Linked DNA regions of Macaca mulatta: region 2 is linked to region 1. The links are chromatin contacts, called in public Hi-C maps. All regions are on one chromosome and are shown on one strand. The core of a region is the stretch at or near the end of the contact, and the rest is flanking DNA. Distances in the headings are between cores, read along the strand shown.

The links. Hi-C and Micro-C count contacts between places; a contact is called where the count stands out from the background.
Region 2: a contact with region 1 is called in a Hi-C map of fetal cortex germinal zone, with 2.4 times the contacts expected there. The contact joins the promoter of SPRTN here to the promoter of TSNAX in region 1. A contact is called at or near these places in 3 of 14 Hi-C or Micro-C datasets (CD4 T cells, blood and fetal cortex germinal zone).

The regions. Positions count from the first base shown.
Region 1 is chr1:17,496,268-17,502,386 of T2T-MMU8v2.0, forward strand. It overlaps TSNAX (translin associated factor X), which reads right to left and starts at 3,623. Exons shown (of 6, transcript NM_001261354.1): 1 at 3,457-3,623; 2 at 2,924-3,028. The coding sequence starts at 3,472.
Region 2 is chr1:17,694,009-17,700,502 of T2T-MMU8v2.0, forward strand. SPRTN (SprT-like N-terminal domain) reads right to left here and starts at 2,239. Exons shown (of 4, transcript XM_028849709.2): 1 at 1,929-2,239; 2 at 663-762. The coding sequence starts at 2,149. It overlaps EXOC8 (exocyst complex component 8), which reads left to right and starts at 2,704. Exons shown (of 1, transcript NM_001258061.1): 1 at 2,704-5,300. The coding sequence starts at 2,794. The coding sequence ends at 4,971.

The DNA of each region.
Region 1 (6,119 bases), core at 2,373-4,872:
TAAACACCTCCAAAAAAAGAAACTTTGACCTTTTTTTTTCAAGTTTATTAAAATTTTTTTTCCGTGTTCTTTGTCTTCCTGCTTCTCCACCTTTACTGGGGTATAACTAACAATTAAAAATTATAGGGCTGGGCATGGTTGATTATGCCCGTAATCCCAGCACTTTGGGAGGCCAAGGGGATGAGATCACTTGAGCCCAGGAGTTCGAAACCAGCAGGGGCAACATAGTGAGACCCTGCCTCAACAAAAAAATCTAAAAACTAGCTACACATGGTGGCACATGCCTGTAGTCCCAGCTACTTGGGAGGCTGAGGTGGGAGTATCACTTGAGCCCAAGAGGCTACGCGTGCAGTGAGCGAAGATCACACCACTGCACTTCAGCCTGGGCCAGGGTGAGGCGCTATCTCCGGAAAAAAAACTGCGTGTGGAGAGTGACATATAGATATATATATATGTAGTATGTGACACTTTGATATAAACTGTGCAATGATTACCACTATCAAGCTAATTAAAATAGCCATCACATCACACAGTTAGCTTTTTTTTCCTTTTGAGTCAGGGTCTCCATTGCCCAGGCTAGAGCGCAGTGGCCCTAATCACAGCTCACTGCAGCCTCAAACTTCTGAGTTCAAGCAGTCCTCCTGCCCCAGCCCCTCCAGAGTAGCTAGGACTAAAAGCATACTACAGGTGCATGCCATCATGCCCAGTTAATTGTGGTAAAAACATTTAATCTACTTACTTGGCAAATTTCAAGTATAAACTTTCTGAATTTATCAAGCTCTATACATTGAAATACCCTTAAACCACTTAACTGTCTTAATAACGCCTTTATTTCCAAAGTCTTTTCACTGCACTGCCCCACATGTTGCCTGGCCTATAGGAAACGCTCAATCATGTATACTGCATGAACTGAAAAAAGAGAACTTAAACTATTAACTAAATTAGTAGCTGACAAGGACCTAAATATATCTAGTCTCTTATTACTAAGATAATAATTAGGCCAGGGTTAACATAATCAATATGTATTATTTATTATGGCTACATTAATGACCACTGTAAGTCAGATACTATGAACATAAAGTTAGATAAGGTAGAGTTCCTATCCTCAAGGAGCTCAGTCCTATATAAGGGACAGAGTTGTAAACAAATAGAATGTAATGATGCTATAACAAATATATGTAAAAAACTTAGGAAAGCAGAAACCATGTTTCTTATTCACTACTAATACATGGTACAACATAGCAGATACTCAATATTTCATGATGGTCACTAAGTCGGCTTTAGAGAAAAATCAGAACGGGTTCATAGGAAAGAAGCTACTTGACCTAGGTCTTAAAGAAAATTGTAGTTCAGGCCACGCGCAGTGGCTCATGCCTGTAATCCCAGCACTTTGGGAGGCCGAGGCAGGCGGACTGCTTGAGCTCAGGAGTTCAAGACCAGCCTAAGCAACATGGCAAAACCTTGTCTCTACAATAAAAATTTTTTTAAATTAGCCAGGCATGAGACAGAGTGAGACTCTGTCTCAAAAAAAAAAAAAAAAAAGAAAATTGTAGTTCAGCAGACAGGTAATGAGGACACCACCTTAGAAGCAACTCCACCTTCTTTTTCTTCTTTTTGAGATGGAGTCTCACTCTGTCGCCGGGACTGTAATGCAATGGCGCGATCTGGGCTCACTGCAACCTCGGTGTTTCCGGTTCAAGCGATTCTACTGCCTCAGCCTCCCAAGTAGCTGGGACTACAGGCGCCCGCCACCACGCCCAGCTAATTTTTTGTATTTTCAGTAGAGACAGGGTTTCACCATGTTGGCCAGGCTGGTCTCAAACTCATGACCTCGTGATTCACCTGCCTTGGCCTCCCAAAGTGCTGGGATTACAGGCGTGAGTCACCACGCCCAGCCGCAACTCCACCTTCTGTATCCGTATGCTCTTTATTCAATTACAGCCAGCTGTCTTAAACTTCTGAAGATCACAGTAGATACTGTGGTGGTTTTAAAATATATCCACAAAACACTTGAGACTCCTTCCTCCAAAGGGTAGGACATAATTTCCTTCCCCTTCAACCTGAGACAGTTTTTATCTAATATATAAAATGTGACAAAATGACAGTGTCTGATGTTTAAGATTAGGACATAAGGAGACTGTGGTTTCCTCCTTGCACTCTCTCTGAAGGAGACCAGATGCCACACCAAAGGACACCCAAGCAGCACAAGTTCATGTGGACAGGAACAGAGAGCTGGTTGCAGGCAAAAGGCCTGAACTGTCAACAGCTGTGGATCCTTCAGCCCCAATCAAGGTTTCAGGTGATTGCAAATCAGAATCAACCAGCTAAGCCCTTCCCAGATTCCTTAATCACAGAAATGTAAGGTACAGGATAGTGGATAAGAGGAGGACAAAAGGAAGAGAACTTTGTTTTATGTTTGTTTTGAAATGAGGAATAACTTGTCCAAGTTAATATGCTGAGAAAAGAGGACTGTGAAAATCTGTGTATATAGACACACAAGATGTACTAATAGATACAAGCTCCTATTCTGTGCAAAGTGTTAGTTAAAACAAAGATACCCTCCTTGACTTCAAGCCTAGTAGAGGATACACAATAAATGAAAATATATTTTAGCATATAACAGATGAATAAATATTATCAGGTACACAATTCTTGAGTATGTGACATGTCTAATATTAGCTAATGTTTACTGTTTCTTGTGTTTAAGTCATGTTTACCTGATTACTAATATTAATATTTCTCTTAATGGGACATAAAAGTGAAGGCCTTTGTAATCCAGACTTTTAGGGTAGTTCTAGCACCATCACAAAACTTCCAGCTAAAGTTTCACATCCACATTCTTAGGGACTGTTTTCTTGCGCATAATCATGGCTACATAATTTTGTTCTCTCCCCTTCATCAACTTACATTGCAGAGAACTTACATTTAAAGGCCAACATCACTGGTGAAGATGAATTAACATCCTTCCCTTCTCTTCTTTGGTTATGTGGGAAATTGTCATGTTTCCTTTTCCTGAACCCTCCTGATCCTTATATAGAGAAGAAAAAAAGTTAGAGATCTTCCATCACCAACAGTTTGCAAAACAGAACATAGGCAAACGTTCTCCTTGCTTTAAAACCAGACACGCACAGGGCCCTCGCCTTAGAGGCTTTCTCCGCAGACTGACAGAGACGCTGCCCAGGCCTTTCCACGCAAACCATCCAAGCTTCCACCAACTAGTGCTATGATCTGGCATTACAGCAACTACTAAACTAGGATAAAATCACACCTCAAAGATTTAATAAAAAAGGAGGTGTAAACAGGGCCAATCTGGCCGGGGAGAGAACCAGAGCTGCCGCCCCCGAGTCTGCAAGGCACGAAGGCATCCTTCAAGAGTGAAAAGGGGAAAACGGCATAGAAAGAGTGGAGAACCTCCCCCTCTGGATAAATAACGCCCCGTGTTGTTGAGGACGCCACCTTCTTTGTTGCTCATGTCGTCACAGCCTACGGTGAGACGAGCGGAGACTGAAGGACCAGGAGCCAGAGGAGTGCGCGAGGTACAGGCCCAGCTAGCCTGGGAAAACAGCCGGCGGAAGACCGCTCTGCAGCCCGGCGACTACAACGCAGTGGCCGGAAGTCTCCCGTCGCGTACTTCCGGCCTGCGTCCGGTGGGGGCGGAGGGAGGCCGCTGCTGCTGGCTCCGAGCCCCGCGTGGTCCAGGGACGCCCGCGACTGTGTATTATCGCGGCCGCCCTCTGCTATGCCTGAAGACAAAAACTACTCTACACGACTCACAGCATGTACTATTAATAAAAAGACGATGCGTCTTCCTGGAACTGAGATCTGTGTGATCGTGGGAAAGCGACGTAAAAAAAAGTACGTAATTTTTTAATGAAGGGACCTTCGGGACACCTTACCCTTCCCTCAGCGGGGACCCAGCTTTCCGCGCGGTGCATTGTGGGGGTTGTAGTTCGTCCGCGGGAGCAGGCCCTCTGGTGCCCCGGGCCAGGGTTGTGAGAAAGAAGGGAGGCCTCCCTGGAGCTCCTCGGAGCACGTGGGAAGGTTTTTTTCAGGATCCAGGCAAAACCTTACAGAGCTAGGAGTTTTTTTAACTTTCTATTCCTGGCAGTGAGGCCAGGAGCTTTAAGTGATGGAAATATGCGAATCGATCAGTGGATGGTGCTGGTACTGTTTTCAGGAAGATCAAGCCTGCCCTTCGGGTCTCCCTCCTCCCCACTGGCTCTCAGGAGCCAGACAGCCTGTGTTCAGTTTGCCTCACGGAGTGGTTGTGTGACCTTGATGAAGCATGCAATTTCTCTGCCTCAGTTTCCTTATCTGTAACATAGGGATAGAATACCTGCCTTGTAGGGTTATTTGAGGATGAAAGGAGTTAAGGCTCACGAAGATGCTCTTTCACATATAACTGCTCAATTAAATATTAAATACCATACTTCTCTCCCACACAAAATGAAAGAAAGGTAATAGGTGTATTCCACTAAACTGTGGGTCTCTCATTATGGGCAGCTACTGCCATATCTAGACTTTGTTCCCCCACTAGCCCCAGTGCTTTTCAGTGCTGTGGTCTGGCCCCATGTAAGCCTCCGTCAACGTTTGTTGAAGAATCACGTTCCTGGTGTGTCCAGAATTGGTGGGTTCTCGGTCTCCATGACTTCAAGAATGAAGCCGCAGACCCCTGCAGTGAGTGTTACAGTTCTTAAAGATGGTGTGTCTGGAATTTGCTCCTTCAGATGTTCAGATGTGTCTGGACCTTCTTCCTTCTGGTGGGTTCATGGTCTCACTGACTTCAGGAGTGAAGCTGCAGACCTTGGTTCACAGTGTTACAGCTCATGAGGCAGCATGAATCCAAAGAGTAAGCAGCAGCAAGAGTTCATCACAAAGAGAGAAAGAACAAACCTTCCACAATACAGAAAAAACCCCCCTCCCCGCCCCGCCTGCTTTTATTTCCTTATGTGATCCCACCCACATCCTGCTGATTGGTCCATTTTACAGAGAGCTGATTGGTCCATTTTGACAGTGCTGATTGGTCCATTTTGACAGAGTGCTGATTGGTGCATTTACAATCCTCTAGCTAGACAGAAAAGTTATCCAAGTCCCCACTAGGTTAGTTAGATACAGAGTACCAATTGGTGTATTTACAAACCTTGAGCTAGACACAGAGTACTGATTGGTGTATTTACAAACCCTGAGCTAGATGCAGAGTGCTGATTGGTGTGTTTACATCCCTCAGCTGGACATAAAAGTTCCCCAGGTCGCCACCAGCCCTGCTGACCTCACCCAGTGGATCCTGCACCAGGGCTGCAGGCGGAGCTGCCCGCCAGTCCTGAGCAACACCTGTGCTCCTCAGCTTTTGGGCACTCGATGGGGCTGGGCGCCATGGAGCAGGGGGTGGCGCCCATCGGGGAGGCTTGGGCCGCACGGGAGACCGCGGCGGAGGGGGAGCTTGGGCATGGCGGGCTGCAGGTCCTGAACCCTGCCCTGCAGGGAGGCAGCTGAGGCCCGTTGAGAATTTGAGCGCAGCGCCCGGGGTGCTGGGAGACCAGGCACAACCTCCGCAGCTGCTGGTCCGGGTGCTAAGCCCCTCACTGTCCTGGGCCAGCGGCGCCTGCTGGCCGCTCTGCGGGCCAGCGAAGCCCGCGCCCACCAGAACTTCCGCTGGCCTGTGAGCAGCCCCGGTTCCTGCCAGAGCCTCTCCACATCTCCTGGCAAGCAGAGAGAGCCGGCTCCCGCCTCTGCCAGCCCAGAGAGGGGTTCCCACAGTGCAGTGGCAGGTTGAAGGGCTCTTCAAGCACCACCAGAGTGGATGCCGAGACCAAGAAGGTGCCAAGAGCAAGGGCTGCTAGCATGTTGTCACCTCTCACTGGCCTCAGGATGGGTAACTAGGTGGCAATTCAGCACCGTCTAGAGAGAAACTTAGGCCAAGGCTTGGTAAGTGGGATGCCCTAGGCCTAGTAGAGAAAACACAAGTACATTTTAAGCTTTCTCTAAATAACCTTTATATTGTAGTCATGTGTTGTATACAGTCTTTTCTCCTTGTTAATTTAGGAACAAAGGAACAGTAAATGAAATAACTTGGCTAGAATATGGCAGTAACTACAAGGCACGTTCTGCTCTGGCAGGAA
Region 2 (6,494 bases), core at 989-3,488, 200 kb after region 1:
TGTTTTCTCTGCTTCTAAATACATAACTTAAGCCAGTTACTTCACCTTTCTGAACCTTAATTTCTTTACTCATAAAAATGAAAATAGCAACACATGAACATCAACAGGGCTGTTGTACAATCAAAGCAGATAATATACCTAGAAGCCTTTTTTTTTTTTTTTTTTTAAGATGGAGTCTGGCTCTGTAGCCCAGGCTGGAGTGCAGTGGTGCAATCTCGGCTCACTGCAAGCTCCGCCTCCCAGGTTCACACCATTCTCCTGCCTCAGCCTCCCGAGTAGCTGAGACTACAGGCGCCCGCCACCACGCTCGGCTTTTTTTTTTTTTTTTTTTTTTTTTTTTTTTTAGTAGAGACGGGGTTTCACCGTGTTGGTCAGGATGTTCTCGATCTTCCGACCTCGTGATCCACCCGCATCGGCCTCCCAAAGTGCTGGGATTACAAGCGTGAGCCACCGCACCCGGCCTCTAGAAGCCTTTTTTTTTCCCACTATGAAGCACTATAAAAAACATAAGGTGTTCATTATTATTTGCCCCATAATTCAAGTTTGCACTGAGGGCAAAGAGACTTTTTAAAAGATACATACAGGTGAATTCACAGCAGTCTAAATCAATGACAAGCATTTGTAAATTACTGAGCTAGGAAGCAAGTTTACATGAAAAATACCTCTACAAGATCCTTTCTTGGTCTCAACTTTAAAAGGGGTTCGCTGAGACGGATGGAACACATTCCACCCTTCCCTTCATAGCTGCATATCCCAGCACACCTAGAAAACAATCACCATAAAAATGTGTTACATTGACCAAATACGCCCAAGTCCTTACACATTCTTGGGCAGTGCACACTAAGAGAACTCATTTGGCAGATGGCTTTCTTGAGAGTATACCCCCTTGGTTAGCAGATACTTGCATTTCACCCAATTAATTAGTTACAGCCCCCGGGGGCGCCTCCCGCGATGGCTCCCCGGCCAGGCGAGGAAGGAAAGCAGCGCCCTCTCACCACCCTGCTTGAGAAGGTGGAAGGCTGCAGGCACCTGATAGAGACGCCAGGACAGTACCTGGTGTACAACGGGGACCTAGTGGAATACGATGCGGACCACATGGCCCAACTGCAGCTTCCCTTGCCCTAGCTAGGCTGCAACAGCTCGAAGGCAATCCCATTCTGCTACTCCCAGTCTCCTTACGACAAATCACAGTTTGGTGTTATTAACAAGCAGGTATCTCCAATAGTGTATCTCCAAAATGATAACAGACGCCTGTATAAAGGAGATTGGTACTTTAAACACAATTTAATATGATATCTTAATTTGTTTGTAGGTTGTTTTCTGTCAACTCAAAAACAAGCATGCTGGTGGTATACAACTGTATCTTAAACTTCACCCTATTCACGTGCAGGAGTAGATTATTATTTCAAATAAGGATTTCTCAAATTTAGCATGTAGAAAAAGAATCGTTTTAAAAGCATCACTGAAGATCCCCACTGCAACACACGAGCTCACTAAAGTGGGTTCCTAACGGGAAAGAGAGGAGGGGAACGCACATCCTTTGGAGGTTACTCTGCGTCCTCAGCACTTTCTTAGGGGCAGATTTGGTTGCTTTTCCCTTCAGGGTCCTACAGCACTATCATAAGGCAAATCAGGAACTTGTTATTTTCAAGTTTAGTGAGATTCAAACACAAATCTCTTTTCTCGTTAGGGCCCTGAGTCCAACCGTGGCGGTGGGGTCTACACAGCTTTCTTATTTTTCGAGTGGGAGAAAAGGTAAGAAAAAGAGAAATACGCCAAGGCAGGAATTGCCAGGTCCAAAACCAGACTCCCCCCTCATTTAATGCCCCCTGGGACCGTCGGACCAGAGAAAGGAGAGAAGACCAGGACCGGGGGCTGCAGGAGAACTGCCAGTCCCGCCTCTTTCCCCAGCGGGGCTCGGAACTCACAGGGTCATTCGCACGCTCCACTTCACCTCGACGGCCTCCAGCTGGCCCCAGAAGAACTGGTCGTTAAACTGAACAAACAGGGCCTGCAAGTCCGGTGTGGGGTCCACCAACTCCCACGACGCGTCCACTAGCGACAGGGACTCCTGGGCCTGATCGCGCTCCGCCTCCTGCAAGTTCCACTCCTCCTGAAGCCGCAGGGCCAACATCAGGTCATCGTCCATCGTTGCCAGGATCACAGGCGGGATCCGCCGGTGTCAGGCTGGCTCCGAGTTAGGCTGCGACCCCAAGCCGCCTAGCGGAGGACCAGGACTAGCTCCTAGGAGATACCGGCTCTCGAGACGGCCAGTCAATCCCGCGAGAGTTCGCGGAAACTCGCTTGAGAAAGAGAACGTGAACGAGAACGGCGCTTACCCCAAACGCCGAAGCCAAGATTCTAGGGCTTTAAAACAAGCAGTCAGCACGACACCTCCTAGTGGGCGCAGAACCTGGGCTCACAGGGCACCGGCCCTACGAAGCTTTCAGGAAGCTAGTTCCAGCCTTTACTCTTTGCCGGTTATTTCAAACCTCAACGTCACGCTCGGTTCATGCGCAGTACTCAAATTGCTCTCGGCCTCTCCACTCACTTCCGCACTAGCTCCTCCGGCGCATGCGCCTTAACTGATGGCATTCCTGCGCAGGCGCAATGTCTGCGCCTGGCCCCTTGCGCAGGCGCAGTGTCTGACGCTCAGACCCGGCGCAGGCGCACTCGTCTTGTTCCAATTCCTGCTTCCTCAGCCCAGGAGCTCGGTGGGTCTTGGGTGGGTGTAGACAGCCGCGGCGGCTGCGGCGCCGATAGTGACAGTGAGTGCGTGAGACCCGGACGGAAATGGCGATGGCGATGTCGGACAGTGGGGCGAGCCGCCTGCGTCGGCAGCTGGAGTCAGGGGGTTTTGAGGCGCGGCTGTACGTGAAGCAGCTCTCGCAGCAGTCGGATGGGGACCGGGACCTCCAGGAGCACCGGCAGCGCATCCAGGCGCTGGCGGAGGAGACGGCGCAGAACCTGAAGCGCAACGTCTACCAGAACTACCGGCAGTTCATAGAGACGGCCCGTGAGATCTCCTACCTGGAGAGCGAGATGTACCAGCTCAGCCACCTGCTGACGGAGCAGAAGAGCAGCCTGGAGAGCATCCCGCTTACGTTGCTGCCTGCCGCAGCTGCCGCCGGAGCCGCTGCCGCGTCTGGCGGGGAGGAGGGAGTCGGTGGGGCGGGGGGCCGAGACCACCTCCGAGGCCAGGCCGGTTTTTTCTCCACCCCCGGTGGCGCCTCCCGCGACGGCTCCGGTCCAGGCGAGGAAGGAAAGCAGCGCACTCTCACCACCCTGCTTGAGAAGGTGGAAGGCTGCAGGCATTTGCTGGAGACGCCGGGACAGTACCTGGTGTACAACGGGGACCTAGTGGAATACGATGCCGACCACATGGCCCAACTGCAGCGGGTGCACGGCTTTCTCATGAACGATTGTTTGTTGGTGGCTACCTGGCTGCCGCAGCGGCGGGGGATGTATCGCTACAACGCTCTCTATTCCCTAGATGGTTTGGCCGTAGTCAATGTCAAGGACAACCCGCCCATGAAGGACATGTTCAAGCTGCTTATGTTCCCCGAGAGCCGTATTTTCCAGGCCGAAAATGCTAAAATAAAACGAGAGTGGCTGGAAGTGCTGGAGGAGACCAAGAGAGCCCTCAGTGAGAAAAGGCGAAGGGAGCAGGAGGAGGCAGCGGCCCCTCGAGGGCCACCCCAAGTGACTTCCAAGGCCACTAACCCATTTGAGGATGACGAAGAAGAAGAGCCAGCTGTTCCTGAGGTAGAGGAAGAGAACGTGGACCTCTCCATGGAATGGATCCAGGAGTTACCTGAAGACCTGGATGTCTGCATTGCGCAGAGGGACTTTGAAGGGGCTGTTGACCTGCTGGATAAATTGAACCATTACCTGGAAGATAAGCCTAGCCCACCTCCTGTAAAAGAACTAAGGGCCAAAGTGGAGGAGCGAGTTCGACAGCTCACTGAGGTGCTGGTTTTCGAACTCTCCCCAGATCGTTCCCTGAGAGGTGGTCCCAAGGCTACTCGCAGAGCAGTTTCGCAACTGATCCGGCTGGGCCAGTGCACGAAGGCCTGTGAGCTATTTTTGAGAAACAGGGCAGCCGCTGTTCATACAGCAATTCGTCAGCTTCGCATTGAAGGCGCCACTTTACTCTATATTCATAAGCTGTGCCATGTCTTCTTTACCAGCCTTCTTGAGACTGCAAGAGAATTTGAGATTGATTTTGCAGGCACTGACAGCGGCTGCTACTCCGCCTTTGTGGTCTGGGCAAGATCAGCCATGGGCATGTTCGTGGATGCTTTCAGCAAGCAGGTGTTTGATAGTAAGGAGAGCCTCTCAACAGCAGCTGAGTGTGTAAAAGTGGCTAAGGAGCATTGCCAGCAACTGGGTGATATCGGACTGGACCTCACCTTCATCATCCATGCCCTTCTGGTGAAAGACATCCAAGGGGCCTTGCACAGTTACAAAGAAATCATCATTGAAGCCACTAAACATCGCAACTCTGAAGAGATGTGGAGAAGGATGAACTTGATGACGCCAGAAGCCCTGGGGAAGCTCAAAGAAGAGATGAAAAGCTGTGGGGTAAGTAACTTTGAGCAGTACACAGGGCATGACTGCTGGGTGAACCTAAGTTACACAGTGGTTGCTTTCACCAAACAGACCATGGGCTTCTTGGAAGAGGCTCTGAAGCTGTATTTCCCAGAGCTGCACATGGTACTTTTGGAGAGCCTGGTGGAAATCATTTTGGTTGCTGTTCAGCATGTGGATTATAGTCTTCGATGTGAGCAGGATCCAGAGAAGAAAGCTTTTATCAGACAGAATGCATCCTTCTTATATGAAACAGTCCTCCCTGTGGTGGAGAAAAGGTTTGAAGAAGGTGTGGGGAAACCTGCCAAGCAACTCCAAGATCTGAGGAATGCATCTAGACTTATTCGTGTGAATCCTGAAAGTACAACATCAGTGGTCTAATGCTTGGGTCTGTTTATATGTATGTATATATATAGAGAGAGCGCTTATATATTATTTATATTTATATTAAGTTGTATTAGCATACTCTTTATAGTTTCAAACACAACTTGAAAATTAAAAGTGCCCTCTTAGAATACAAAAATCAAAAAGAGGAAAAGAAGTTAAATTAAGCCCAAATAACAAAAATACTGGAATTATTAAAACATATAGTATGCTAGCTATCCTTTTAAATTATGCTGATTCTCTTCTGAAATTATGGTCACACTATACACTATAGCATTTCAGTTTCATCCTTTGATAAAACACTTTTTGGTTTTTTTTTTTTTTTTTTGAGACAGGGTCTCACCCTGTTGCCCAGGCTGGAGTACAGTGGCAACGTCACAACTAACTGCAGCCTTGACCTCCCAGGCCCAGGCAATCCTCTCACCTCAGCCTCCCATGTAGCTGGAACCACAGGCTGGCACCACCATACCCAGCTAATTTTTGTATTTTTTGTAGAGATGGGGTTTTACCATGTTGCCCAGGCTAGTGTTTTCTTTCTTCTTTTTTTTTTCCGCACAGTATATATTATACAGCAGAGTAATAATATCTATAAACATAGAGTTTATGTTGTGAAAATTTTCCCAGTTCACTAAAAGGTTTCCTAAAGGGTACAGTGCAGTATAAAACACCCTGCCTCATTTATTTCTCCTCAAAACGTTGGACTATTTGGGAAAAAGAAAAGCGTTGGGAAAATTGGTTTTAGGGTAAGTTTTAGTCAAAAGAGTTCTTTCTTGAAACTAGCTGGTGTGTGGATTCAGATACTCTGATCCTTACAGAATCCAAGAGGAAGCTTTCATAAAAACAATTCAGCAACTATTTCTAATATTATTTGAATGGCTAATTTTCAGTTGCTAATTAGCAGCTTTGTAATACTTGATTCAGGAGCGTTTACTTGGAAATCCTAAGGACTGTAATAAAATTTTTCAACATATTTCTAAATTGCGTGAGTTTCCAACTGTAGCTTTTGCCTTTGTCACATTTTAAAAAATAATAATAGGCAGGACACATTGGGGACTCTGGCAGCAGTTGCCAGGTTTTAGCTGCCACTGCTTCAGTTTGAGATACAGCTGTCCCATCCTCCCCCATTCAGGGTAGGATATATAGTGGCCTAGATGTCATGCAAATGGAAAAAAAGTTTTAACTGAAATATTTATTTAGATTTCAGGGTCTAGATGGATGGGAAATTAGAAAAACATATGCAAATCTCAGTGTTCTCACTATGACTACTCTGAGCAGAGATTCGGTTTTGTTTCTTTTTGTACCAAAGTGAAAACAGGTGAGACAATGTGCCCAAAACAAAGGGAAGATGAGAACCTTCTGTGACTTCTAAAATGTTCCATGCTGCATTTTTCTTGTTTCATTTTTTTAAACATGAATATAATGCTTCAAATTGTTTAGTAAAACAAAATCAGAAATGTGAGCTTCCCAAGGTTTCTAAACTATCGCTTCTATTGTATGTTCTATAACATTCCTTATACTTT